Regions from separate parts of the Mus musculus genome. Here regions 1, 2 and 3 are each linked to region 4. A link is a contact called in public Hi-C and HiChIP or PLAC-seq data. All regions are on one chromosome and are shown on one strand. Each heading gives the region's core, a stretch centred on a gene start, on an enhancer-like site or on the middle of the called end of the contact. The rest is flanking DNA. Distances are from core to core; before and after follow the strand shown. Region 1 overlaps Gm31047 (a long non-coding RNA gene). Region 2 overlaps Gm29185 (a long non-coding RNA gene). Region 3 overlaps Gm29185 (a long non-coding RNA gene). Region 4 holds the start of 6030407O03Rik (RIKEN cDNA 6030407O03 gene).

Region 1 (6,839 bases), core at 3,622-6,121, 920 kb after region 4:
TTGGCACCAAGCAGAACTCATCATTTAGGGATGGACGTGTGTGCATCAGTCTGTGACATTCTCCTTACTCACCCAACTTGTGCTCCTGTCCACATCTACTGAGGGTCTCCATACCAAAGGCTCCCATGGTGAGGAGTCCTAATCCCCAGACCCACAGCTCTCTGAAAAAAACTCTAAACACCCTCTTAAAGGATTTTTCTCAGAGCCCTCTAACCTGCAGAGCAGTCAGGCCTTCCTATGGAAGTCCCTGCTGGGAGCCAGGGAGAACATAGTTGCCCCTTAAACATTTGTAAAGTCTGAGGCACTGTGGCAGGGAGCCAAGACAGGCACTGGAAGATGGTGTTGGCCTCAGGGGAGTAACCTTTGTGCGTCCATGAGGCATTCTTCAAGAGTTCAAAACATCTGTAGAGAAAATAGAGGCAGGACTAGCAGAGTCTACAAAGATAACTTTAGTGGGAGGAGAGAAAAGGAGATATTCTGAGGCCCTACTTTCCCCGGTCAAGCATATTCTAGACAGGATGACGGCACGGGTGTGCTTGAAGCTCCTCAGAGATCATGGGCAACTTCACAACTTCTACTTAGGCCCTCCTCGGGTCCTGTACAAAGGTATATGGCCACATCTGAACTGCCAAAGGGGATGGATAATGGATGGGTAGGTAAATTAATAAGTGGGGAGTAGATAGAGAGACAATGGATAGAAGGAAGGAAGGAAGGAAGGGAGGAAGGGAGGAAGGAAGGAAGGAAGGAAGGAAGGAAGGAAGGAAGGAAGGAAGGAAGGATAAATGTGTGAGTGGATGGATGATGGATGGATAGATAGATGAATGATGGTTGGATAAATGAATGTTTGAATGGTAGCTTGATAGATGATGGATGAGTAGATAATAATAATGAGGTGGGTGGATAAATGGATGGATGACAGATGGATAAATGGTGAGTAAATGAACACACTCATGCTTACATAAAGGATAGGTGGATATATTGGTGAGTGAATAGATAGATCAATGGCTTGGTAGGTGTTGCAAGTGGATAAGTAGTTAGCTGGGTGGGTGGATGAATGGAGTACTTTCATATGTAAATGGAAGGGTGGGGAGGTAAACAGACAGGTGGGTAGGTGCTGTGAATGAGTGGATAAATAGATGACAGTGGGTGGGTGGGTGGATGGATGGATAATGGATGGATCGATCGATCGATCGATGGATGGAGAACAATCTAAGGCAGTTTCTTAAATCTACTCTTGTTACTTGCTTTGGTATGCCAGGCACTGTATACTGAAAAAATAAATCTTGCTTTCATTGTCAGGAGGGATCAAATACATCTTTTCCTCTGAGTAAATGAGAATACTCGGAACCACCAAATTTACCTTTAGGTCTCTTATTAAAACCACTTGGTCAGTTATGCCCACCACCTCCCATCCATCAGTCCATCTGTAAAGAGGAAGGGCAGGGCAGTCAAAGATACGGGGAACAACAGCAGTGGGCGGGACATGGACTAAGCAGCCTACGTGAAGAGAGATGTCTCGGACACTGTTTCTCAACTAGGAGAAACAGCGCTCAGACATAGTGCCTCCCATCACTAAGACAACAACTGAGGGTACAAAACATGGTTGCAGCAAAGCACCTCCATGGGGCGTGAGTTCCAGAGCCAGTGTCTCATGAGAACAAGGTAACCTGTTGATTCCTTCCACTGGTGAATGCATCTGCCTCCTGCTAGCTCAATGACCTGTTTCAACTCCCAGGGAAGCCGTGAATGACAGCACCAGTACCAGGCTCAGGTTCCCGTCACCCCGTGCAAAAATCTAACTTACTCATTCTATCCCTGTTCTAAAGCCCTGTTCTTTAATGTCCACTGTAACTCCATTGCCACATGCACACTCTGGCTACCGACTGTAATAAAGCAACTGATGGTGAGAAGTTACCTCTTATATCCACCACTCAGAGACAAAGGCAGAGGAGCACTGGGGAAGAACTATAAAGGACATTTGTGACAGCTGCATTTTTACTTCTGGAGCTGATCTGCAGGTAGAAGATGACAATGCGCTGTGCTGGGCAGGAACCACTGAGGAGAAAGTCCTTCCTCTCGCTAACTGCCCTGAAGGAAAAAAGTAATCAGTGACCATTGGCGCTGCAAGAACCTGGGGAAACAGCCCAGTCTCCTCGGAGCCATTTCTCTTCCTCTGGAAGCCTGCAGGACAACTGGAGAGAGTAAACAGAACCAAGACACAAAAGAAGCCCCATTTCTGCATGCCCACATTACATGAAGTTCTTGAGGGGGGTTTGAGTGAATAAAGTTGAAGACGCCCTCCTTTAAAACATAATTTTTTTATTTAATTAGATGAAATTGTATCTGTTATCATTCGTACCTCCTATCTCTGTCTTTGCTTATTTTATCTTGCTGTTCCATCAGCCTAATTGTGGAGGTTCAACCTTAGATGTCAAAAGGCAGAGGAGAGAAAGACAAACCAAGAGAAAGGCCAACAAACTAAAAGAAATAGTAGACTTTTGTGTCTAGGAAGCATCATTGAGAGACAAAGGATAGGGGTCTTGGGTGAACTAGATCTGAGCTCAAATCCCAACTCTATGATTTTCTACCAGTCATGTGGATTGGAGCAAGTTACTTAACTTTCCTGACCCTAGCATAATTAATTATAAAATAAACCAATTGGTGCAATGTTTGAGATGGTAATGTATATTGGAAAAAGACAATAACAAATTCAGAAGGCTAATGGAAACAAGCCAGTCTTGATCGTAACAATTCTGAAGAAAAAAAAAAAATGGGGGTGGGGGTGAGGGAGACAGGCATAGTGGAAAGTTTTTTTTAAAGGGGGGGGGGGGTCATGGGGATGCTGATTTGACAGGAGAGGAGACAGTGATGTTTGATTTGTTTTTATTTGTTCTGTTTTTGAGACAGGGTCTCACTGTGTGTGTTCCAGGCTGTACTAAAACTTATGCAGATCAGGTTAGCCTTGAATCACATAGGTCCACTTGTCTCTGCCTTCTAAGTGCTGGGATGAAAGGCATGTGCCACTGTGTCCAGCCCATGGTGGTGGTTTTTTTTAAAAACTGTCAAATCCCTTTCCCATCTTGGACTCAGTTAAGTAACAGACTCCCTGAAACTTTCTAACTCTCAGAGTCTGAGATAAGCAGGCGCCAGCAGACAGCTAGGCTCCTGCAGTCACTCTGATGAACTCTAATCACACCTCGTATTGAAAATGGCTCATAACTATCTCTGTCTTACAACGTACTACATGCAGGTTTGGATGAGGGTGAAGACTTATGTAAACTCTATATGGTAAGCACTGCTTATCTTGTACACTGATGGAGGGTGGGTGCCTGTGTTCAAGAGCATGTGTTTGTACATGTTCCTGGGGATTGAACGCAGGGCTTCCCGAATGTTGGACAGGTGTGCTACCCCTCCAGACCAAAGCTTCTGATTTGAAAGCTTTGGAATATAAAATACTATCCTTAAAGAGTCTCATCACAAATATTCCACAGCCTAGAGCTCATATAATGATGTAATAAGTGGATCATCAGTAGCTCAGAAGTGAGGAAAAAACAAAAACAAAACAAAACAAAACAAAAAAAAACCAGAGGAACCTGTCATTTCACCCAGCCTGTCCGATTTTTTAACAACAGAAGAGAAAAGCTAAGTCACCAGAGGGCCGATTAAGTGTCCTGTGTCCTTTGTTGCTAAGGTAGAGTGATTAGAATAGGCGCTAGTTCCAATGCATCCTCAGGAGGGAACATTTCTTTCTCTGCATGGATTACAGATCTAGTCAAAAATAGAAAACCATAGGCGTTTTATCTTTTGACTCTGGTCTGACTCTCAGCAAAACAACCAGGTGAAATATTGTCAGTCGACTTCAGCCCTCCCTTCCCTCATCATGCATCCAAGCCAGCAGATGGTTATTAATAAGCATCTTCACCTGCCTCTGCCCTGGGTTCTGTGCACAGGGAATGACCTCTGACCCCTGACCCCTGACCCCTGACCCCAGACAAGCTCAGGCGCAGGCTGGCTAAGCTACCTCTAGGCAGCAGGGGGAATGCAGAAGCAGCAGTTAGGGAGAGAGGAAGAGGCAGAGGAAAAAGCCACCACAGGGCTGAGTGGTGGAGACCAACCATATTTTAAAGAGACAGGCTAGCCGGGAGCAAACTAACAAATTCATGCGGGACAGTCCTCCTTACACCACTCACTGCCTTAAGCACAGCTTTGCCTTGGAGACCCAAACTGTTCTAAACTTGAGTTCAGATGGAGCCTGACTCCCTCAGGAGAAACCAATCAAATCCTACAACTGCTTCATTGATTCCTAGAGACTGATAGTGGCCCGGTAAGGCTAATGATTTTGAAATCATTGAAATCAGTTTTCATTTAGAATTACTTAAACAAACAAACAAACTCTGCACCCCTCCGCAGAAGGGCCCTACCCTGCCTTGTACACCGCTGACCACACCCACCATGGCTCTACCTAGTGGGATTTTTTGGAGAATCCCTAACACCAAATACAAGGTAGGGGAGGGGCATACGGGGGCTTTCTTGTGGATGTGGTTTGCCAGGAGACAGCTGCAACCCCAGGCTCTGCTCTGTTTGTGAGTGTAACAGGGAACTCCGAACTCCAGTCTGGAAAGATCAAATTGTGTTGTAATAGCCACCCCAGGAGGCATGGACGCGTTTTTTTAGGGCACTATTTCACGGTAGAGGGACCATATACATGTCATGGACGCTTCTGCGTCCCACTGTTTCCCTCCAACCGCTAGGATCCTATGTTTCCTAGACAGAAGCCCAGCGACTAAGAAAGCAGAACCTACTCAAAGTCCATGGAGGTCCCTAACCCAGTCCCCAGGAAAAGAGGTGTCTGGAGTCCATTGGATGCCTGCTCTCTCCTCCCCGCCCAGCCTCACACCCACTCCCCTGGGGAACTAAAACAAACAATACTTTAGAAAAGTCCTTGAAAGAAAAGGGCGGAGTCGGGACCTTCTTGCTAAAGTAGTCCCCACCTGTCCTTCGGCTCTGCCCTCCCCCCAGCGCGCCCACCCTGTGTGCCCCCTCCCCCCCTCCTCCTTTTTTTCTTTTTCTTTTCCCCTTTGTTGCTCAGTTTTTAAAGGGCAGAGTTGACAACTCTGGCTTCAGCAAAGCCAACCGTGAAGCCAGACAGAATCAGCTTGGAGCTGCTGACCTAAGTGTTCCGCCCCTCCTCCACCCCTGACCCAGCCTCCCACCCCAGGCTGCACGTGGCTGCGGGAGTGGGGAGGGGAGAGAAAGGGGGAAAGAAGGGCAGCCGCACCCTTCTTCGGTCACCGTTCTCTGGCTTCCTGGGAGATTATGACACCTTAGGAAGAAAGGTAGGATGCCAGACAGCACAAAAGAGAACTCCCAAAGTCTCACTGAGAGATGCTCTCTATTGAGGACTGCCTCTGTGGAGAGCCATCAACCCGATACCACTATGCTAAAAATAACTTCGCCAGAGCTTGGGATGTAACTGGGTTCGTAGAGTGTGTGCCTCACACTCGTGAGTCCCTGGGTTTAGCCCCTAGTATCTCATTAAAACCCTGTGTAGCAGCGCATGCCTATAATCCCAGCACTCAAGAGAGAGGGGCAGCGGGATCAGAAGTCCCAAGTCACCCTTAACTATCTGAACTAGAAACCCTTCCTCAAGCAAAACAAGACAAGAACAAGGAAAGACTTCAGGGCCTTAGAGGAAGTAAATTCCTTGCTCACATTCAAAACTGGAGAAAGGGCCTGGTTTTTCTGGTTTTTCTTACACTAACTGGAACCTGTATGGTACCATTGCTCTAAGACCTGAGATGGCTCTGTAAAGTCTAACATTTTCCCCTCTTAACTACAGTTTGTATTTTGAGCAAATTGCAGATTTACATGCAGTAGTGAAAAAATTATAAGCCAGACCCTGGTGGTTTTGTCCAGTTTCCTCCCAGTAAGAAGGTCTTTGGAAACTGGGTAGCACGGTGTCACAGCTGGGATATTGTTGCCTATTGTGAGAGGACTATTTCCAGCATCAGATCCCTCCCTCCCCTCCCACAGCTACATCCACGTCCCTCCCACACACCCACTCCTCCATCCCCATGAGTTGCTGTTTCGTTATTATAAATAGAATCACATGTGACCTTTTTGAGGTTGCTCATTTGCTGGGTTGGGACTATCTCTCAGTGGTACAGGGCTTGTCTGGCAGGCAGGAGGCCCTAGGTTTGATCTTTAGTCCTATCTTAAAGGAGGCTGCCATTCTTTCAGCATAGTTCACTAGAGATTAGCCCAAGTAGTTGTCAGTAGCTTATTCTTTTGGATGGCTTAGCAATATTCACTCTATCATGTGAATGGATGGCAGTCGGGTTAGCCATTCACCTGCTGGAGGACTTCTGGGCTGCCTTCAGGTTTAGGGGGGAGGGGTCCTATCCACATTTGTGTCCTTATCTAATTGAGTCTTCTTTCTCTGTGGTAATTGTCCATGAGCAAGTACCTGGATCTTATAAGAATTGCATGTTTAATGAGGCACCTTTTAAAACTCTTTCCCAAAACTGCTTTTGATGTGCCCCTCCCCCAGGTGGCACCTTCATCATTAAGGAGTCTCAGTATAACCAGCCCCATCCATTCAGGAGTCTGAGTCCACAGATTTAATGTATGAGTATCCACCAGGGCTGGAATTCAGAGAGATGAGTGTGGGATGTCTCTCTTGCCCCTGGAGCTCTCTCTGCAAATTCGGGCAAGTGGTGGTTCCTTAGCCTACCAGTGAGGGGGCGTTTTTGTCTCTCTGATAATGAGCTAGAGAAAGGTGGGCCCTGGTGAGGATGGAAGCAATCCAGAGATGTGATCAAGAGGGCAGGCCCCTTCCT
Region 2 (6,806 bases), core at 1,227-3,726, 590 kb after region 4:
AATACAGTGTGTTATTTTTCTGAGTTTACATTGAATGAAGGAGCCCTGTGTCTCTGGCAGACATGTCCTGTTTTTTTTAAATGAGAACCTCTTCTGTCTTCTTATCTTTCTAAATGCAGACCCCAGTTTCTTCAAGCTGTAACTCCAGTCCTTTGTCCCACTCTCAACTCTTGCTCTCTGGTTCCACCCACACAGTTCTCTCAGGAGCTGATCTCCTTCTGGCATTGTCCCTGGGGTAATGAATGCTCTTTTAGTGTTAGGTTTGCTGAGTCTCGTAATAATATCGTGGACTGTTAACTTGGCTTCAGCCAACAGTCTTCAGGATCCTTTTCAGAATTCTTGTTTCTCCTGAGTTCCAGTTATCAGTTTTTTTTTTTTATGTTGTCTTACTTCTTAACACTTTTATTAGCTTACTAGTATGCTCCAACTTGTGACTCTCTCTCAGCTCTGTTTTCAGAGATGTGCCTGGGGTTACAGGGATGCTGTCCTTCTCTGAAAGTCACCTCATCTTCTGGGAACCCTGCTCTCCCCCAAACACTTCAATGGAGGGGACCCAGGACCCTCTCCCCTATGGCTGGACTCTGAACTTGCCTGCCTGACTTGACTTTCCTCTATTGCCAAACACACACACACTTTGTTTTTGTTTTTGTTTTTTTAAATTAGGAAATGCAAACAGTAGTTGTGGTCCCTGTCAGCAGCTCATCCAGGGTATTCCAGGGGAAACACAGTTAACAGCTAATGTCTGTGCCAGGGGCTGGCAGCTTATGGGGAACTGCTGAGACACAGCGGGTGCCACGTCTTCAGAACAGGGGTGCATGGGGTGTTAGACCTAACAGAGGCTCCTAAGAGAGGCCCCTAATGTTAGCCAGGGGCCTTGCTAGGAAACACATCCCCAGTAGATGCATGGTAGACCCAGAGGGTAAAAGGAACATGGAAGGTTTTCAAGTTTTTGTTTTCATAGGGAACCAGCCTAAATAACCTTGGTCCACAACCAGGTTAGGCAGCTGGTTAGGCAGATAATTGTCCCTATCACCTGTTACATGGAAAACAGCAACAAATCTCTTCTCTAATCACCATGGTGACGAGTGTCAAAGTCCTGTTTGGGGTTGTAGTCCTGTGCATAATAGTCCTTCAAGCTGGGACAGAGGGGTGGTTAAAAGAAAGGAAAGTGGGGGAATTTGAGCCCTTCTTTGTCTAAGCTCAGAGCTGAGGCTAGGAAAATTCCGTAGGATCTTGGCTAAACAGTGGTTTTCTGCTTCTGTCAATGTTGAAATTAGTCTGATTGTGGGAAATATTTAGAAGTTGTAGTTGTGTAATTTTGTTTCATCTGCAGTTCAAATGCCAAAAAACTGACACTGAACACGCTGCGTGCTGCTGTAATGTCAGGCGACACTTAGGGGCTCATGGGTGTGGCTCCTTACCTTGTCACCTTTAATTTACTGCTGTACACTGAAATCTTACACATTCCTAGACCCAACACAAGACCACTGCTTCCATGGTATCTCCCTGATCCTTTCTCTTCCCTCTCTGTTTCTCTGAGTTCTTGGTGTGGCTTCTTAGATGGCATCTTGGCAATTTTCCTCTCTCATTTAAGTCTATAACACTGCCACCAAGATTTGACATCGTCACAAGGAACCCACATAAGATTGAACCTTTAACTTCCCACCATGGATAAAGGATGTGTCTGCTCCCCTCCCTAGAAAGCTCTCATCTCTTCCTGAGGGCCTAATAACTATCGACAATCCTTGGAAGATGGGATGCTATTTTGTTTAATAGTGTAGACACTGGGACATTAGGTGGGAAAAAAGAAATCTCAGAGCTAACGAAGAGGTATAGAAGAGAGTGATATGGTGGATATAAACATAATACATTATATAGAAATGTATGATGTATGGAACAGTCAAAAACAAAGAGAATGCTGTTTACTAGTTACTCCTGGAAAATAAACCAAAATTTTATTTTCAAAACCCAAAGCTATATTTTACACATTCAAAAAGGAGAACGCACAGTTGCCATGTGTCCCAGGTACTGTAAGAACCCTGAAGAAAGAAATGATGTTTACATTGGAAAAATAAAATGTCAGACACGTGATCTCATTCGATTCCTGCATAAAATCCTCTTCTCCTTTGTAAAATGGAGACTGCTGTGCTCAGAGGCAGAGAGATGGAATCACTCTGCATAGAAATGAGAGATCAGAATCAACGACCTGGATTTCATCTGTTCCTTTCTCTCCACCATGTGGCCGCCCAGGATGCTCCTGCATCCTTCCTGAGAAAGAGCCCCAGGAAGCACAAAGGGACTTCTATTTTCATCTTTTAGTTCCAACAAGATGAGAATCAGCAGGCCAGCAGACACACTTGGGAATAATGGCTGTGCTCTCTCAACAGGCCCCCTCCCCCCAGTGCCTTTGTCCCCACTCTGAGTGACCTAGACAGAACAAGCCAGCTCTGTAATGACCACTTCGTCAGCAGGGGCTGTGTATTTAGTAGCAGGAAATATAAGCTTTTGTGGTCAGTGTGACGTCATCCCACCTACTAAACAGGCCTTTATAACTTGACCACAAAAAGGTTTGAAAGGGATAGACACACTCACAGGGAGAGAGGCCATGGGGCTGTGAGCAGTTGTCTGCCCTGAAAGAAGCATTGTGTCTTCCGATTGTCTCCCCAAAGCCTGATGTTTGGGCACTGTAGACAAACATCTGGGTGATATATGGTGTTTTCTCTACATCACCCAATGCCCCAGCTCATCTTCATCCTCTTTTGTTTTCTTCCTTCTTCGTTCCCTTCATCCTTTGCTTCATTTTTTTAAACTCTCCCTTAGTCTTAAAAAAAATGTGTAAGGGAACTAGTAAATCTTTTTGTTTTTAAATTTGGGAGGGTCCATGATACCCACTCACATACATGATTTTTTCTCCTGGATTACTCACAGTTGGGAAGGAAAAAGAGAAATGCACAGTGGTCGGATGGAAGAGAGAAAGAATAAAGGAGAGAGCGTAGGCAAGCTCACAAATACTTAAAGAGACCTAGCTTACAACCAGAGGGATGTAACGTAAATATTTCTAAGTCACGAGTATCTTAGTTTGCTCAGTGGGTTTAGAGGAGCTCAGCTAAAGGACTCGGTAACTTTAGGGATTGTAGTGTACAAGTTCACAGCTATATTCCACCCCAAAACTGGGTCTACCTCTTATTTTACTTTTAGGTAAAGAAAGGTATATTAGGCATGGATACAAACATTCACATTCAACACAAAAATTGAAAAGAAAAAAAGAAAGAAAGAAAAGGAAGGAAGGGAGGGGGAAGGAAGGAAGGAAGGAAGGAAGGAAGGAAGGAAGGAAGGAAGGAAGGAAATAAAAATTGATTGATATGGGCAAGTTTGTTTGTTTGTTTGTTCGTTTGTTTGTTTTGATTAGGGGGATTTGTTTGCTTGTGGTTTGTTTTTAAAGCAGATAAGACCCAGGACACAGAGAAACTGAAAAGCTCTTACCAGTGGATCCCAGAAGATAAATAGACAAAACAGAAAGGAGAATTCTCAAAACCAAAAGCTACCTTTTACACGTTCAAAAAGCCGATTCCATAGTTGCTATGTATTCCAGGTGCAAGAAGGATCCCAGAGAATGGAGGTTTCACTGGTCTCTCACACCTCTGAGGCTAAGAGACGGGGAAAGAGGGAAGAAGAAGCTGTGTTGGTGACTGTGAGTCTGACCACTAAATTAGGCTGATGGAAAAGTATGGCTTCCTTAATTTTCAGGGTGTGGAAAGCTCCCTCCCAGGGCTGAGTGTTCCTCTGAGGACTGGACAGCAGGAAACACCTGCTTCACTCTTCCCTGGCTTTTTTCCCTTTAAGAATTCTGGGTCCCCCGCCCCTTTTAACTCGCTATGTTGCACAATGAACAAGCAGATTTCCACACATTCCCCCATTTAAGAGAGGAAGTCTGGAATAATCTATTAGCAATAAACACACTTTGATGGCTTTCCTACCTCCGCCCTCATTCTCCTGTCTTCCAATTGACTTCTACAATTGCTTCCTCAAGCTGTCTCCCCTGACCCTTAGGCTAAGAATATTTTTCTCCTAGAATAAATCAAGAATAAGAAGCCAACCTGCACTGTTGAGGGACAAGTGTACGTTCTGTTCACCAGGATTCCTAATTTTAGATTGTGCCCTTCCCTTCTTGCAGCAACGGGAAAGCAAATGCAATTCCCATTATGGAAAGGCATGAAAAACAGATGTGAGTCTGAATCTCACCATGATAGCAGCTTTCAAATGTCCTCTCAGAGGAGGTGCTCGGAGCTGTTAGCAGGTTCTTGGAGGAGCCCTCATCCATCATGGCGAACATCAGCCTGTAAAACCATGTGCACAGTCACACACAGGATGGGGAAGTGCTCTTAGCACACAAAAGCATCCAAGAGACCCAGCAAGCTGTCCTTAGGCTTACAACGACTATCAACAGTTACCAGATCCAATGTCCTCCCTCTAATGAGATGAACATTCCCCAGTGATGTTTGGGAAACTAGCTTCTCCCCAACATGTCCTACTTCTGTTCTCACTGGAAACAAAGAAAACCTGGCACAAAAAACGCAAGGGGAAAAAAACAACAGAAGGCACCACTTTCATGAAGAGCTCTATGCTACACGTACGTGGTCAACTGAGTTATTTTTGTCTTTTAAGAGATCTACATTAGATAGAAACCTTAACAAATCCCTGTAAATTTCAGGACTGTAAACCTTGACACACGCTGAGCTACCTCATTTCTCTAACAATCTGTAAAGCTGGGGGATTAGGATAGAAGACCTTTGAAGTCGCTTCTAAATTTCTAAACATCGGTTGCAATGTATCTAGCAATACAGGGCTGGATCTCTTATTTAAATTGTTCTAGAAATGAGGAAAGAAATGAGGAAAATAAAGTAATGAAATCTAAGAAAGGAATGCTAAACACTAGTCAATGAAAAGATGAGCAAATTCAACCTCTTTGCTGATCAAAGAAACAGAAATGAAAACCTAGACTACGAGAGTACATCTAAGCTTAGCCAGAATGGAAAAGAAAAATTGCATAATTAAAAATTGTATCAATGGTTACAATAGCAACGCTTTGGAAATATATATATATACTGTTACAATTGAGTAGTCCCTTTGTCTGTAATTTCACTTTCTGCAGTTTCAGCTTGACCTACAATATGAATGGAAAAAATCTGAAAAAAAAAAAAGGCAGCTCTTGAGTTTTAATGTGTATTGTTCCAAGTGTCAGGATGAGATCTCACATCACCTCTTTAGCCCACCCAGGACGCCAATCACTCTTTTGTCTAGAGCATCTCTGCTGTACATGTTTCCTGCCCTCAGAGTCACTTAGGCATCTCAGGTATCCAGGTGCTTGTGGTCCATTAACCTTACTTTATTTAATGATGACCCTGAAGCACAAGAGTAGTGATGCTGGCAACTCAGATGTGCCAAGAGTCTATAAAGTGCATCCTTTGGAAAAAAAAAAAGATAAAACATGTCAACTTCATAAAAAGTGGGGGAAAGGTATGCCGAGGTTGTTGAGGTCAGTGCTAAGGACAAATCTTCTACCCATGAAATCATGAAGGAGGAGTAAGGGATTCATGTTAGCTTTGCCACTACACCTCACACTATTCAAGTGAAGGCTACAGAGTTAATTATGTAGAAAAGACATTGGCTTATAGTGTTACGTGATTTCAGAAATCCACTGGGAGGGGGGTGGTCCTGGAAAGTCTCCTATATGAGGAAACTGCATATCTAGTAATTCGGATACCACTAACCATTAAAAGTGATCTGAGTTCTAAAATGTCTTAATACTGAAAATAAGGCTGTATTATATTCTAGTTTTATTTTCTGTGATAAAAATATTTTATTAAAATCAACTTGGTGGGGGGGAAGGAGTTACTTGGCTTATAATTCCAAGTAACAGTCCACCATGTGGTTAAGTCACAGAGGTTTGAGACAACAGGTTGTCTTATAGTCATAGTCAAGAACAGAGGGAAACGAATATATCCATGTTGCCTAGCCTGATTCTTTGTTAGTTTTCTTTATTTTTATATAAACCAAGGTCCAGCTTAGGGAATGGTTCCACCCAAAATGGAATGGGTCTTTCTACATCAATCAATGGTCAAGAAAGTCCTCCACAGACATGCCCATGGGTAAACCTGATATAGGTAATTCCTTAATTGAAATTATGTGCCTAGATGATTCTAGATTGTGCGAAGTTGACTAACAGATCAATTTTTTAAAAGGAAATAAAATACATATAGCAATACTCCACTTAATGAAAGCATGGATATTCATGCATGCTTATGCATAGAAAAAAAATCTTCATGTGATACCCACCACAGCAATAGCAGTGATTATCTAGAGGTTCTGAAACCATTTGGAACAGTTTTACTTTTCAACAGTGTTGAACTGTTTCACAGTGAACATAATACTTAAATGATCAATGAACTCCATTTCCATTTGGAAATAATATACAACTAAATACTGTGAGCATGATGTACACAGAGAAACACTGCTTTAGAAATAGATTCAGCCTGATGGGCAGTCTATGCTAAGGGTACCTGTGAACCCAATCCATACCCTCAGAGCCCTGTGATTTTAAATATTACCAGTTGTCTTTGCTCAGATTTATCATTTTTACAAGTCTCTTGTATTTTTTGTGTATCTGTTTCTCCATCTATAAAACAATGATAACCCACCTTGTGAGAATGTTGTAAGAATTCAGTGCAATAATATGAATACACTGCTTAGAATGATTCCAATAAATATACTTACTATATATTATGTATAATATTTATATTCTAACA
Region 3 (7,281 bases), core at 249-2,748, 710 kb after region 4:
CCTGAATTCTCTCTATCTACTCACAAATAACCATCCTAAGAAGTCTAGCTTACAATAAATGTCATTAGAATTGACTGAACCAGCATCTCTTTCTGATGGGACCTCAGTGTTCCCACACTCTATTCACATGGTAGGAACCTGCTGCAGCAAGACCAATAAGAACATTTCTTCTCCAAAGAGAGAGGATTGCCCTATATCAGGTGGTGTACCAATGCCAGAGCAAGCAGTGTCTCCTAGGAGATCTTCTATGGAGAGCAGGAGAAAGAGGCCATGGGCTAGGATCCTGACTTCCAGATTCCCTTTGTCTTCTAGCTCCATTCCAGGCAACATATCTCTCTCTCTCTCTCTCTCTCTCTCTCTCTCTCTCTCTCTCTCTCTCTCTCTCTCTCTCTCTGTGTGTGTGTGTGTGTGTGTGTGTGTGTGAGTGTATCCAAAGCCACTAAATTTACTAGTTGTGTGAAGTAATAATTCCCTAATTACTTTTAATAAATAATTCCTTTTACTTTAATAAATATCTCCTATTTTGCTTATGTTAGAATTGTGCTTTTGCAACTGATAAGGTAAAAGAGACTTTATGTGGACACACACCACACTGTGAAAGGTGGACAAAGACACGCATGTGCTCCACCCTGCCTGTTTTATGAGTATGTAAATATTGCTCTTATGTACCTCCCTGTAAATAGCTTGAGGGCAGTTTATCTGACATACATTTGTATCTTTCATGCTGTCTCACATATAATATGTCTGAAATATCGCTTCCTTGGTAGAGTGAATGAAAGGTAAATATTGGAAAGGATAAGCTGTTCGCTGGGATTATGAATCTTACTGGCCACCTCCATCCATATACTCTGGAAATAGAGGCAAACATTCATTATCCATCCATGGTCATTTTCAGTCAGTAAAAGTAATCTTCTGAATTCCATGGGTATTCATTTGAAATGTTAGAAGCCTTCTGTATGAATCCAGACTCTCCAAACTCACAGGGACCAAGCTGAGTCTGCTGGAGGATGGCTGAGACTCAGACTCCATTGGATTCCATAGTATAAAAAACTGCTAAAGAGGCTTTAGCGACGAGGAGGCAGAGGATGGACCTCTTAAGGCTCCACTGCAGTTAACTCCACTGAGCATGAAGCTTCAGCCAAATGACCCACAGTGAACAGTCCAGTACTGAGAGTCTTCTTGCCATGTTTGTCAGAAACTGGGGCAATATTGGAATAGTGTTCGTTCTTGTGTGGAGAAGACAATGTTTATCTAAGGGGTAATTATGTATGGAATGCTTGGGTCACAGTTGTGCTTTTTAATTTCCTGTTTCTTCTCCCCTTATTTAGTACGAGTGTCAAGGCTTCCAGACAAGGCTTCTTTGGTACTTAGAATTATTGGGCCACGAGGCCTGAATTTGTGTCTGATTTTCTTGCCCAACCAACCAGTTCCTAGCCCCACCTACCCCAAACCACTGTTCTTCATTGTTCTTCGGAAAGAACTCAGCGGCCCGTGAACAGCTGTTTCCAGGGGGCTGGCCAAGTGGAAACTGGGACAGAGCCCAGGCTGCTCTCTTGTATGCACTCAAATGGTGGGCCTCTGGCAAATCCAACTGTTACTCGCCAGTGCACCCTCAGCTGAAGCACCCTCAGCTGGAGCACCTCAAGTGTCACCCTATAGCACCATCTTCCACACCCATCCATGTTATTCTGTTAGGCAATCAAGAAGCCTGTGCTACACCTAACCAGATCTAGCCTCTCATTTCATGGCAGGGAGAGGCATCTCTTGCTCTAGGAACATACTATTGACACACACACCTTTCTTCTCTTCCTACAAGAATGTTCTTCCTATCTCTCAGCAAAGTTTGTAATCCATGAAGTGATTTGAAGATGAACCTCCCCCACAAATGTAGAGTAAGAACTTGAATATATGAGCAGGACGCATGCACACACGGGCTCTTATTTGCACACTGACTGTGCAAAAACGCAGATGGAAAAACAAAGCAGAAATGAACATATATTTTCTTAAATATTTTCTCCCTTTTACTTTGCCTTCAGTCGCTATTTTCGACTTCTTCACTCTGAATATAAATATTCTTAAGTATTATTTTCCCAAGAAGGTAGAAAAAGAAATGAGAGAAGAAAAAAAAGATCAAAGAAAGAAAAAAGGAAGAAGTGGAGAGAGCGAGGGAGGAGGAGGAAGGGAGGAGGGAGGAGGAGGGAGGAGGGAGGAGGGAAGGAGAAGAGAGGGAGGAGCAGCTCCAGGCAGACTCCACTTCTGTGCACATAGTCATTGCCTGAACATCACCACCAAATGACATAAGATCGAATTTATGCCAAACTCCAAGCTCATTGTGCTCACCACTGCCACTTCCAGTGCATCCTCTGTTTTTATGGCTACCCACCAGAGGTTTTCCACCTGTGTGTCACAACCTCTTAGGGGGGGGGGGGATCGCATACCAAATATTTACATTACGATTCATAATAGTAGCAAAATTACAGTTATAAAGAAGCAACAAAATAATTTAATGGCTGGGGGTGGATCACAGTATTAGGAAGGTTGAGAACCACTGCTACACACAGTAGATTCATGTACCCCAAAGGAAAACTTACGCTACCTTAAACTTCCCTCTTAAGGCCCCAATTTAACTAGTAACTAAATCTCTTCTCACCTGCCTCTTAAATGGCTCACCTAATTTTCTTAAGGGCAGGAGGTGAGGTGACAGAAGATTAAGCCTTGCTCATACTTGGTAACCACTCCACCACTGATGTATATCTTCAGCTCTTTTTCCATTATTATCTTGAGACAGGGTCCCATTAGGTCTCCCATTTAACCTTGAACTGTCAAGCCTCCTGCTCCAGCTGCAGGACAGCTGGGATGTCAGATCTACACCTCTGCATTTGAACTACCCTTTTTATGACTCTGCAGAAACTCGTGTCTTTTTATGTGAATAAAGCCTCTAAATTCTGCCCCCCTGCCCCCGCCGGTGAATGCTTTGAAAGCATAAATCTAGTACTACCTATAGGCTGCTTAAGTGCATGACTATTCTTCAGATCCTCTGGACTAAACTTTAACAACAACCTAACAGTTGGACCACTATGGGAATGGGCCCCATATGCACCCCAGGCTCTCACTAGAACCTCATTTTTCTTCCAGACACTTCCAAATACTTCAACCTGCTGTCCTCTTTTGTTCCTGACACCTTAGGGCTTCACACATGAAGTTTGTCTCCCATGAGTGTCGCATCTCCACTGTCTCTAACACATCTTAGCTACAAGCATGACTTCATCTGTAAAGATAGCCAAACCTCCGTGGGCCAGACTTGGGGGATGCTATTTTGTGATACTTAACCCTTCACACCTTCTTCATGAGCACAAAATTTTGTTATATTATAAAATGGTGTGTGTGCATGTGTGTGTGAGTGTGTGTGTGAGTGTGTGTGTGTGTGTGTGTGTGTGTGTGTGTGTGGCCTCCAAATTCAATACCATCTTTTATCTTTCCCTCTGTGTCTATTCATGGCTAGTCCAAAGTTTTCTACCCAGTAGGTTTGAAACTGGAAATAAATATTTGTTAAGAAAAGAGACAACCAGAGGGGCAGAAACTGAAAAGGGCCACAAAACAGAGAGTTTGTGATATGATAAATTAATCAGAAAACATAAAAATCACCAGGTTGTACAGCTTCAGGAATTAGCATAGAATTCCTCTGCAACTCTGTGAAGAAAGGGTAGAGAACTAGAGGAGATATTTAGTGCAGACCCACGATTGTGATGGAATACTGGCAGCCTACAGTACAGCTGAAATGGGGGATTGCTAACCGCTTAGTTAACTGCATTCAATTGAACTCAGTCATTGATTTTTCAAGTAGGAATAGACTTCATCTTTGTGGCTTGGTGAAAGTGGAATTAATTCTAAGCGGAAACTAAAAGGATATAAAGCTAAATATACCGTGAAGATCTTTCTAACAATAAATCTACTTGGATATGGACTGTGTCAAGACATAGGAGTCTGTTCTACAGATTCCTAGTTCTGTGACCTTGAAGAAGTTTTACTTAACCTCTCTGAGCTTCAGTTCCCTTGTTGAAAAATGGCTGTGATAGTGACACATGTCTGAATATAAATAGCATGATGAAATGTGCTCAGTGTACAATGGGTAGGAGATCCATATTGGCTTTTTATTAGTGATTGTTAGTGCTTTCTTATTGAACCATTGGGAGCAGAGGTGGACTACTGTGCACATAGCTCCTTTACCATTTTACTTGCCTCTCTACTATGATAGATATTTGTGAATCTAATTGCCACATGGACTGTCCCTTTTTGAAGGAAGGGTCCAAATCTGTTCTGCCTGATTATTTCTAGTTATTTATTTTTATTCTGTGTGTATGTGTGCCTATATGTATGTATGTGTATCACATGTGTGCCTGGTGACTGTGAAGGCCAGAAAGGGCATTGAGTCATCTGGAACCTGGATTGTAAATAGCTCTGAGCCACCATGTAGTTTCTGGGAACCAAATCTAGGTCCAGTGCAAGACCTACCATAGTGCCACCTCTCTAGCTCCATGTTTTACTTTAATAAACTCCTGAGACCTTGTAACTTGGGAGGTTTTTTTGTTTTGTTTTTGTTTTTGTTTTTGTTTTTTTTTTTTTTTTTTTTTGGTCTACATTGGATTGGGAGATGTGGTCTCTTTAAGCATTAGAGGCTTCATTAGATAGCACATCTGAGAACTTGTGGTCCAGTGATTCCATGGCCCTGGTGCACGTAGATGATGCAGTCTGATTCACCCTTCCTTTCTTCCAGCTACTTAATCAACTGGGATGACTGAGGTATGGATTATTTATCTCCTTGCCGTGATAGAATACCTACTAACAGAGCATAAGGGAAGGAGGTTTTATTATTCTCCCAGTGTGAGGGTCCTGTCCAACATTGGATGCAAAGTCTTGGTGACAGATGGCTCCATGGTGGCAGATTTGTTCAGCTGAGATACCCCATCTCCTCACGTTGGGCACAGCACCAAGCAGAGAGCAGACAGGAAGTCAGTTTGGGCTATAAAACCCTAAGCCCATCCTCAGTGACCCAGTTCTTCTAACCAAGCTCTGCCTCCTAAAGATTCCACGATGTTCCAGTGAGGAACAAAGTGTTCAAATACGTAAGCCTGTGGAGGAGACAGTTCACAATCAAACCACAACAGGCAGCGACTGTGTGCCACGCAACAGCTCATTGTTGGACAATAAAGGCCCATTTGGTCTTTGACCACATGGAACTTGTGGTCCAGTGATTCTATGACCCCGGTGCATTAAGGAGTTGTGTGCAACCCAAGCTACCTTGAAAGACTTCAGATGTCGGTCTTCGTGTTGCTCCTGTTTGCTAACCTTTAGCTTATCCTGTCTAGGAAAGAATGAATGTGTCAGTTAAAAAGGACAAGTGATCATCTTTATGTTTGATGCTTTACGTTCCACAGCTTGGGGAGCTTCTCACACTTGTTCTGAGTCTTTTTTCCTTCTTCTTCTTTTCTTTTTTATTTAACTTTTTATGGATCCTGTCTTAGTCAGGGTTTGTATTCCTACACAAACATCATGACCAAGAAGCAGTTCCGGAGGAAAGGGTTTATTCAGCTTACATTTCCACATTGCTGTTCATCACTGAAAGAAGTCAGGACTGGAACTCAAGCAGGTCAGGAAGCAGGAGCTGATGCAGAGGCCATGGAAGGATGTTCTTTACTGGCTTGCTTGCCCTGGCTTGCTCAGCCTGCTCTCTTATAGAACCAAGATTACCAGCCCAGAGATGGCACCACCCACAAGGGGCCTTTCCCCCTTGATCACTAATTGAGAAAATGCCTTACAGTTGGATCTCATGGAGGCATTTCCTCAACTGAAGCTCCTTTCTCTGTGATAACTCCAGCTGTGTCAAGTTGACATAAAACTAGCCAGTACAGATCCCTTGTGAGTTTCACAAGGAATTTAGGTTTTTATCTGTTACTTTTCTGACCACCCATTTCTTTAAATTAGCATAATAAGATAGTGCAGGCTCATCTCGTATGGTGTCTCTTCCACTGCCACCAGCAAGGTTCCTCCTCTGAGTAATGATAATTAGAGTCCAAGGTCATAGACTTGATGAGTTCATACTTACTCGAGTGTTACTGTCTTCAGTCTCTTCTGTGAACCCAACTCTACATTAAGAGAGACATACATATACCTAGGTGTACATATATTTCAGTGCAAGTTAGTAATTGTTTCGTGCTATTTCTTTTTCTTCTACTCTCTTTGGAAAAGCAGATATTTTTATTGAAAACTCAAACAAGAGGTCTATAGTGATGGATCTGTAGATAAAGTACTGGTGTGCGTGAGTTTGGGACCCCAGTACCCACTCGGAAAAGCTTGGTGTGGTGGCATGCTCCCTGTACTGGCAGGTGGAGACAAGGGGATCCCAGAGGCTCACTGGCACCCCATTTGAGTTCCAGCTTCAGTGAGAGACCCTGTCATCAAAAATAAGGTGGAAAATTACAGAGGAAGATAACCAACATTAACCTCTGATCTCCACAGGCACACATACAGGCAAGCATACCAACATGTTCATGCACACACACACACACACACATACACACATGTGCGTGTCCTTTCTACACATATAAGGTCAAACCAGGAGGTAACCTAGATGGAAGGACTCTCGACCCTGGGTTTCATATCTGAGAATATTAAGAAAAGCATTGGACAACATCAACATTATCTTTCAAATCTCCTTAACAACCAGTTTTAATAAATTGAGAAAGACCCAACCAAATGGTGCAGATATTTCTCTTTCTCACTTACTTTGTGACTAGGACTCAGATAATTGGTAGATTCCTTGTGAAAGATAATCATTGTCCTGAATGTTCCTTACACATCAGTTACTATCTCTCTTCCCCTCTTTCGCTCCATCTTCTCTTTTCTTTTCTTCTACTATTATTTTTACTCTCCTTTTCTTCTTCTTCTTCCTCTTCCTCCTCTCCTTCCTCCTTTCCCTCTTCTTCCTCCTCTTCTTGCTCTTCTTCTTTCTCTCCCTCTTCTTTTTCTCCTCCCCCTCTTCTTCTTCCTTTGAACAGGATGTAGTGATTTGAAAATGTCTAACCCAGAATTTCTATATTGGCATATTTTACTTGATTCATTGAGATCATTTACAAATAAAACTTCCAGGGGAAAATTTTACTGCTTAGAGCCTATTATGGCTGTGTTCACCTATCTGTGGTGATCTGGTACCATAAGGAACATAATTGTCCCTGAAGAGAGAGGGTGTGTGTGTGTGTGTGTGTGTGTGTGTGTGTGTGTGTG
Region 4 (6,536 bases), core at 3,763-6,262:
GTAGATACTTATTCTGGTTATGGATTTGCCTTTCCTGCACGTAATGCCTCTGCTAAAACCACCATTCACGGACTGACAGAATGCCTCATCTATCGTCATGGTATTCCACACAGTATTGCTTCTGACCAAGGAACTCATTTCACAGCCAGAGAAGTACGACAGTGGGCTCACGATCATGGAATTCACTGGTCTTACCACATTCCCCATCATCCTGAAGCAGCTGGGCTGATAGAAAGATGGAATGGCCTTTTGAAGACGCAGTTACAGCGCCAATTAGGTGGTAACAGCTTGGAAGGCTGGGGCAGAGTTCTTCAGAAGGCAGTATATGCTTTGAATCAGCGCTCGATATATGGTACAGTTTCACCCATAGCCAGGATTCATGGGTCCAGGAATCAAGGGGTGGAAAACGGAATAGTTCCACTTACTATCACTCCTAGTGACCCTCTAGGAAAATTTTTGCTTCCTGTCCCCATAACTCTAGGTTCTGCTGGCTTAGAAGTTTTGGCTCCAGAGAGGGGAGTGCTCCTACCAGGAGCTACAACAAACATTTCATTGAACTGGAAGCTCAGACTTCCCCCTGGTCATTTTGGGCTTCTAATGCCCTTAAACCAACAGGCTAAAAAAGGAATAACAGTGTTAGGAGGGGTGATAGATCCAGATTACCATGGGGAAATTGGATTACCTCTTCACAATGGTGGTAAGCAAGATTATGTCTGGAGTGCAGGAGATCCCTTAGGGCGTCTCTTAGTACTACCATGTCCTGTGATTAAAGTCAATGGGAAACTACAACAGCCTAATCCAAGCAGGATGACAAAGGACGCAGACCCATCAGGAATGAAGGTATGGGTCAATCCTCCAGGAAAAGAGCCAAGACCTGCTGAGGTGCTGGCTGAAGGTGAAGGAAATACAGAATGGGTAGTAGAGGAAGGTAGTTATAAATACCAATTAAGGCCACGTAACCAGTTGCAGAAACGAGGATTATAAAGTAATATGAATGCCCATTGTAAATTTACTAATGCGTTTGCGATTGTACGAGGGATAGTTATATCATGTTAGGCGTATTTACAACCTTGTTATTGTTTCATGTGAACATGAGATATTATTTGTGTCAAGTTGACAAGGGGTGGATTGTAGTGGCTATTCCTGGTTGTCAACTTGACAATATTTGGAATGAACTACAATCCGGAATTGGAAGGCTCACCAGTGACCCTTATCTGGAGGCTTGGAGATCCTTATCTGGATCTTGGTTTGAAGATCTTGAGCCATAGTGGCTATGGATTCCAGAAGATTGAATCTCCGAGTTAAGGAACACACCTTTAATCTGGGCTATGCCTTTCATCTGGATTAAAGGTGTGGTGGAACACACCTTTAATCTGGGCTACACCTTTTGCTGGAGACAATATAAGGACATTGGAAGAAGGGAGTCTAGCTCTTGCTCTTGCTCCTTCGCCTGCTTGCTGCGTGAGACTGAGTAACTGCTAGATCCTTGGACTTCCATTCACAGCTGCGACTGAACCATTGTTGGGAATTGGGCTGCCGACTGTAAGTCATCAATAAATTCCTTTACTATTTAGAAATTATCCATAAGTTCTGTGACTCTAGAGAACCCTGACTAATACATGGGCAAAAGGACTTCTTATTAGAAATTTACTCTGGAATAGTTTAGAGAGCCAGGAGGATCACAAATTTAAGGCTACATGGACTATGTAGGGTCCTGCACGGGCTACATATTAAGACTGAATAATAGTAGTAGTAGTATTAATAATGATGATGACATCAATAATAACTATTATTATTATTTTAAAAAGGATTTACTTCATTTTAACTTGCCTGAATATTTGAAGTTGTTTCCAAGATTAAAAATATGCTATATAAATGAAAATATGAAAAAATATAAGGTATAGTTAGGAGAAACAAATCAATATAAACAAGACCAGAGGTGGGAATTAGCAAATACAGATTTAAAAATAAATAATAATACCTTTCCCCACTGATTTTCTAAAATCAATTAAAAACAGTGACCTACAGTTACAGAATGCAGAGTGAGTCCCAATCAGGACAAATCAGAAAAAAAAATCACACCCAGGTGTTTGAAAGAAAACTTCTAAAAAACCCAAATTAGGGAATACATTGTTTTAAAAAGTTAAATGCACATACACATTGTAATGTGAAATTTAGGTGATCTCTTAATATAAAATTTTAGGAGAAATTGTTCTGTATAATTATTATCCACTAGTGAAATAATAGTTTTAATTGGTTTGTCTAAAAACTACAATATTATATTTGTCATTTAAACAGAAAAGACATGAAAAGATAGTTCAAGATGTGTATGTGTAAGCCATACAGTGGAAAAAAAACCCATCATTTTCAACAAATGGAGCTGGTTCAACTGGTGGTTAGCATATAGAAGAATGCAAATCAATCCATCCTTATCTCCTTGTACAAAGCTCAAGTTCAAGTGGATCAAGGACCTCCACATAAAACCAGATACACTGAAACTAATAGAAGAGAAAGTGGGGAAGAGCCTTGAGCACATGGGCACAGGGGAAATTTCCTGAACAGAACACCAATGGCTTGTGCTGTAAGATCAAGAATTGACAAATGGGACCTCATAAAATTACAAAGCTTCTGTAAGGCAAAGGACACTGTCAATAAGACAAAATGGCAACTAACAGATTGGGAAAAGTTCTTTACCAACCCTACATCTGATAGAAGGCTAATATTCAATATATACAAAGAACTTAAGAAGTTAGACTCCAGAGAACCAAATAACCCTATTAAAAATGGGGTACAGAGCTAAACAAAGAATTCTCAACTGAGGAATACTGAATGGCTGAGAAGCACCTAAAGAAATGTTCAACATCCTTAGTCATCAGGGAAATGCAAGTCAAAAAACCCCCTGAGATTCTACCTCACACCAGTCAGAATGGCTAAGATAAAAAACTCAGGGGACAGCAGATGCTGGCGAGGATGTGGGGAAAGAGAAACACTACTCCATTGCTGGTGGGATTGCAAGCTGCTACAACCTGAAAATCAGTTTGGTGGTTCCTCAGAAAATTGGACATAGTACTGATCCAGCTATACCACGCTTGAGCATATACCCAGAAGATGCTCCAACATATAATAAGGACACATGCTCCACTATGTTCACAGGCTCTCCTGTTTCTCTCCCATCCCATCTCGTACATACTGACACAGGGCTGTGGTGTTGGCTTGGTGCTTCCCTATGTGCCCTGAATGTTCTCTTCTTAGTTGTCAGTTGGTCATCTTCTGTCGTCATGTTGTTAAAGTTGGGTGTGTGTGTGTCACAATCTATGTCCCAAGTCAGTGCTACCTGTCATCAATAAGTCAATTAAAAGTGCTTAATTAAAAGCAAAGCAAAGAAAGGGAGTTATTTAATGTGGCCACACTGGGAAGAGATCCAAGCAAACCTCTCACATCCTTCTGGTCCTGAAGTGGGATCAGTGTTTAAATAGAGAGACAAGGATGTGCACATCTAATCGGTCTGGTGAAGGCACGGTCCCGCCCACCACTGACGTCACTGGGCTTCACCTCTCATTCTGTAAGGAGGTCTCACAAGTCCTTAGAACTGTGTGAAGTCTGTTTCCGGAGATGAGTTCCCCCTTTTGGCTGGTGCCCTATTTTTCTCCCAGAATAAAATTCCTGGGGAAGCCCTCATTTCTCTGGGGTCCATTGCTTCCGTCGTCTTATAGAGCAAGAGACATAATTGTCTCTTTAGAATGTCTTCATTTCTGCAGGGCCAGTTACACTGACAAGATGGAGACAGTAAGCTCTGATCTACTTCTTATAAAGACACAAATGGTATCATGGGGTCCACCCCCCACCATCTCATTAAACCTAATTACCCTTCAAAGCCCCACCTCCTAATACTATCCTATCGGCGTTAGAGTTTCAGTGTATGACCCTTGGATAGACAAAAGCATACAGACCATAATAGTCTCCCTTTCCTTCTTCTCTTCCTACCCCCCCTCCCTCTTCTCTCTCTGACTCCTGTTTTTGTTGTTGCTCTATCTCCTGTATGTCCCACTTCTATCTCTTTGGGAGATACTGGGATCACCATTCCTAGTATATTGCTTATTTGCTATGTTAATCATGAGATTCGTTGAAGCAAAACCAATCTCACCATTTTGGGGCAAGCTTAAAAGCAAGCTTTATTAAATATTAAATACTGACCAAGATAAGGGCTTTGGTCAGGACCATTCCTGAAATTTCTCAGCAGAGAGTGGCCTTGAGCCCTGGGTTATGTTGAAGGGGTTTATAAGGACAAACCTATAGGTCATGGTACTTTCCCATGAGGCTTTGTTATTTTCCAAGAACTACAGTTCCCAGCATTCTAGGAAGTTACCTGTTGTCCTGAGCAGATAGGGCTTACAGGTTAAATTTGGGCATTACATTCCCCCTGGTGTTGCCTCTCAAGTCTTTGATCCTATGATGGGTACTTGTTTATATTTTAGATCTACTAACCATTAGAGTTACTATCTAGAAGGAGCCTGGACATGGATGGGAAACCAGTCATTTATTTTATCTCAGGTCCCTTTTTGCAATGTTTCTTGAGTACAGCCAAATTATAGTCCTGAATGATTTGTATAGAAATATTTTTAAAGGCACATAATACTTTTTATTTTGCATAAAGCAGGTTAAGTATCCTATCATATTGTAGAACTATTTTAGTTAATAAATCTACGAGTTGACAAATCTGGGCCCATTTTTCTGATGTGTCAGTCAGCTTATAGGTAGCCATTTTGTCCTCTATGCCACAGAGTTTCTCTTTGACTTAGCATTTTCAGCCTGTTAGGTGGGGTAACAGACAACATATTTTCTTCCGTAACTACTTCCAGCTGACATTAGGGTGTTGTTGCCAGGGCCCCAGAAGACTGAGAGGCTAGTGAAAGGCTGGACAATGGGGCATTTGTCAGAAGCACTGGATTGGCTGATCCAGCTGAAGGCACAAGGAGCAATCATGTTGGCTGGACTGGTTTACATAATTTTCAGCAAGTCCAGAGCTCTGCAGTTTGCATCCCTGGATGAAGTCTGTCAGCCAAGTGAAAATCTGTTGAGACAAATATAGACTCGGGACAGAAGGTAAATTTTTGTGTTACCGGGGAGGGGGAGGAATCCCAAGACCAGGGGAAACTCCATTCTTAGGGACAGACAGATACAGAAACTCAGGCTGTACTGTCCGGAGTCCATTTGACTCTGGTAGGTGGATCCAAGTCTTACGACTTCTCTGATTCCCTGAAGCTCATGCGAATTTTCAGTTCATAAAAGGAGATAGATCAGCGTTGCCATTTTATTGAAATTCACATGGTAGGGAAAGCAGTTGATGGGACTCTGTGAAGCAGCAGACTTACGCCTTTGAGTCTTAGTAAGAACTGTAGCATTTTTCTCTGAACATGAAAAAAATTTTTTTCTGTTTAAAGAGCCAGGTGTATAATTGGATAGAGATATTTTAACCCAATAAAAAGCACCTCTAAGTCTATATCTAGAAGATAACCAAAGAAAACTCAAAATCCTGAGCTTGTGACTGAGTAGTAAAACAGCTGGTACTTCATCAAATCCTGACACCCCCCCCCCCCAAATTTCAGGGCAATAACAGCATAGAATGGAAAAGGAATCCGAAACCTTTTTTATTTCTATATATCCACAATCATTTTTGAGATCCTTATAACTTATTCAAGTTTTTTTTATTCTCAAATCTTTATATATTTCAGAACGAAATTTTTTCATCTAGTCATTTACCAAAGACATAAGTACTCGTTATTGAAAGCAGTCATTGTAAAGCAGGCTTCTTTAGCAGAAACCATCTGAAACCTGTTTATTCTTTAATATGAAGCTCATGGGCAAGGCGAACCTGTTTGTCTTCTTTTAAGAAGAGACCTAGTAGCTTTAACTAGTGAACTGGTTAATGAACGGGGCAGGTGAGGCTTACAGGTTAATTTGGGGCATTCCACCTGTATCCCCAACTCCTCTGTAATCTCCAATGCAGCATCAGTTAGTTCCCTGGCTCTTTGCACAGATACCCTGCTCGCTGTGCATGGCTAGTACATTGCTAAAGAGCATTCACTGTTAATCGTAAACGAAAGATTTACAGTCTCCAGATTTTTATTTGCTAAGTTTAAAGGACCACTCAGCTTCATGTCCCATCATCCCTCAGTCCCAGGCTTCAAGTGACGGCTCAGTCTCAGTTTCCCCTCTGGCCAGCAGGGAGTGCTTTCCTTTCCCACAACAGGTGTCGATATCTAGAAAGCTCCGCCGCTGTCACCTTCCTGTTGCTCCATCGCTATCTCAGAGTGCTAGCGAGCAACACCAAACCTCTGCTTCTTTCTTTCGCTTCTTCTAGGATCCCGGAGGCCCTCACCCACACCATGGAATCCCAGTCCCCCAACAGCTTCCGTGATGGGGCTTCTTTTAGGAAAACCAAACTCTTCTGGAGGCCAAGACCTGAAGGCCTGCACAGGGCGCCCAAGCCCACCAGGGGGTAGTGTCTACCCGTGCGGAGAGGCCCTGAGAGGCCC

The links. A called contact is a pair of places that touch in the nucleus more often than the background predicts. HiChIP or PLAC-seq counts read pairs in DNA pulled down with a chosen protein or histone mark.
Region 1: a contact with region 4 is called in a Hi-C map of nephron progenitors, with 3 times the contacts expected there. The contact joins the enhancer-like site here to the promoter of 6030407O03Rik in region 4. A contact is called at or near these places in 1 of 484 Hi-C or Micro-C datasets (nephron progenitors), 6 of 115 datasets of contacts at active chromatin or transcription factors (embryonic stem cells and stem cell-derived neural progenitor cells) and 1 of 9 other capture datasets (embryonic stem cells).
Region 2: an H3K27ac HiChIP or PLAC-seq map of stem cell-derived neural progenitor cells shows a contact between it and region 4. The contact joins the enhancer-like site here to the promoter of 6030407O03Rik in region 4. A contact is called at or near these places in 2 of 15 datasets of contacts at CTCF or cohesin (embryonic stem cells and stem cell-derived epiblast-like cells), 2 of 484 Hi-C or Micro-C datasets (nephron progenitors and trophoblast stem cells), 2 of 115 datasets of contacts at active chromatin or transcription factors (embryonic stem cells and stem cell-derived neural progenitor cells) and 1 of 9 other capture datasets (embryonic stem cells).
Region 3: a contact with region 4 is called in a Hi-C map of uterus, with 5 times the contacts expected there. The contact joins the enhancer-like site here to the promoter of 6030407O03Rik in region 4. A contact is called at or near these places in 1 of 484 Hi-C or Micro-C datasets (uterus) and 1 of 9 other capture datasets (embryonic stem cells).

Annotation. Positions count from the first base shown.
Region 1 is chr1:72,943,638-72,950,476 of GRCm38.p6, reverse strand. Gm31047 (a long non-coding RNA gene) reads right to left here. Exons shown (of 5, transcript XR_001778985.2): 4 at 1,916-2,088; 5 at 1-402. Among named protein-coding and RNA genes, the nearest start is that of Gm31047, 8.0 kb to the right of the region's middle. Within about 2 kb of position 4,871, at least 64 of the 459 cell types and tissues checked have an H3K27ac peak or open chromatin away from gene starts, as enhancers often do. A contact at or near this core is called in nephron progenitors, where this site is marked.
Region 2 is chr1:73,266,606-73,273,411 of GRCm38.p6, reverse strand. It overlaps Gm29185 (a long non-coding RNA gene), which reads right to left. Exons shown (of 5, transcript XR_865539.3): 2 at 4,243-4,337; 3 at 3,546-3,647. Among named protein-coding and RNA genes, the nearest start is that of Gm31344, 94 kb to the left of the region's middle. Within about 2 kb of position 2,476, at least 27 of the 459 cell types and tissues checked have an H3K27ac peak or open chromatin away from gene starts, as enhancers often do. A contact at or near this core is called in stem cell-derived neural progenitor cells, where this site is marked.
Region 3 is chr1:73,147,813-73,155,093 of GRCm38.p6, reverse strand. All of the region lies in intron 1 of Gm29185 (a long non-coding RNA gene), which reads right to left. It overlaps Gm31197 (a long non-coding RNA gene), which reads right to left. Exons shown (of 3, transcript XR_373509.3): 3 at 7,027-7,045. Among named protein-coding and RNA genes, the nearest start is that of Gm31197, 11 kb to the right of the region's middle. Within about 2 kb of position 1,498, at least 9 of the 459 cell types and tissues checked have an H3K27ac peak or open chromatin away from gene starts, as enhancers often do. A contact at or near this core is called in uterus, where this site is marked.
Region 4 is chr1:73,862,942-73,869,477 of GRCm38.p6, reverse strand. It overlaps 6030407O03Rik (RIKEN cDNA 6030407O03 gene), which reads left to right and starts at 5,012. Exons shown (of 9, transcript NR_045311.1): 1 at 5,012-5,103; 2 at 6,362-6,536.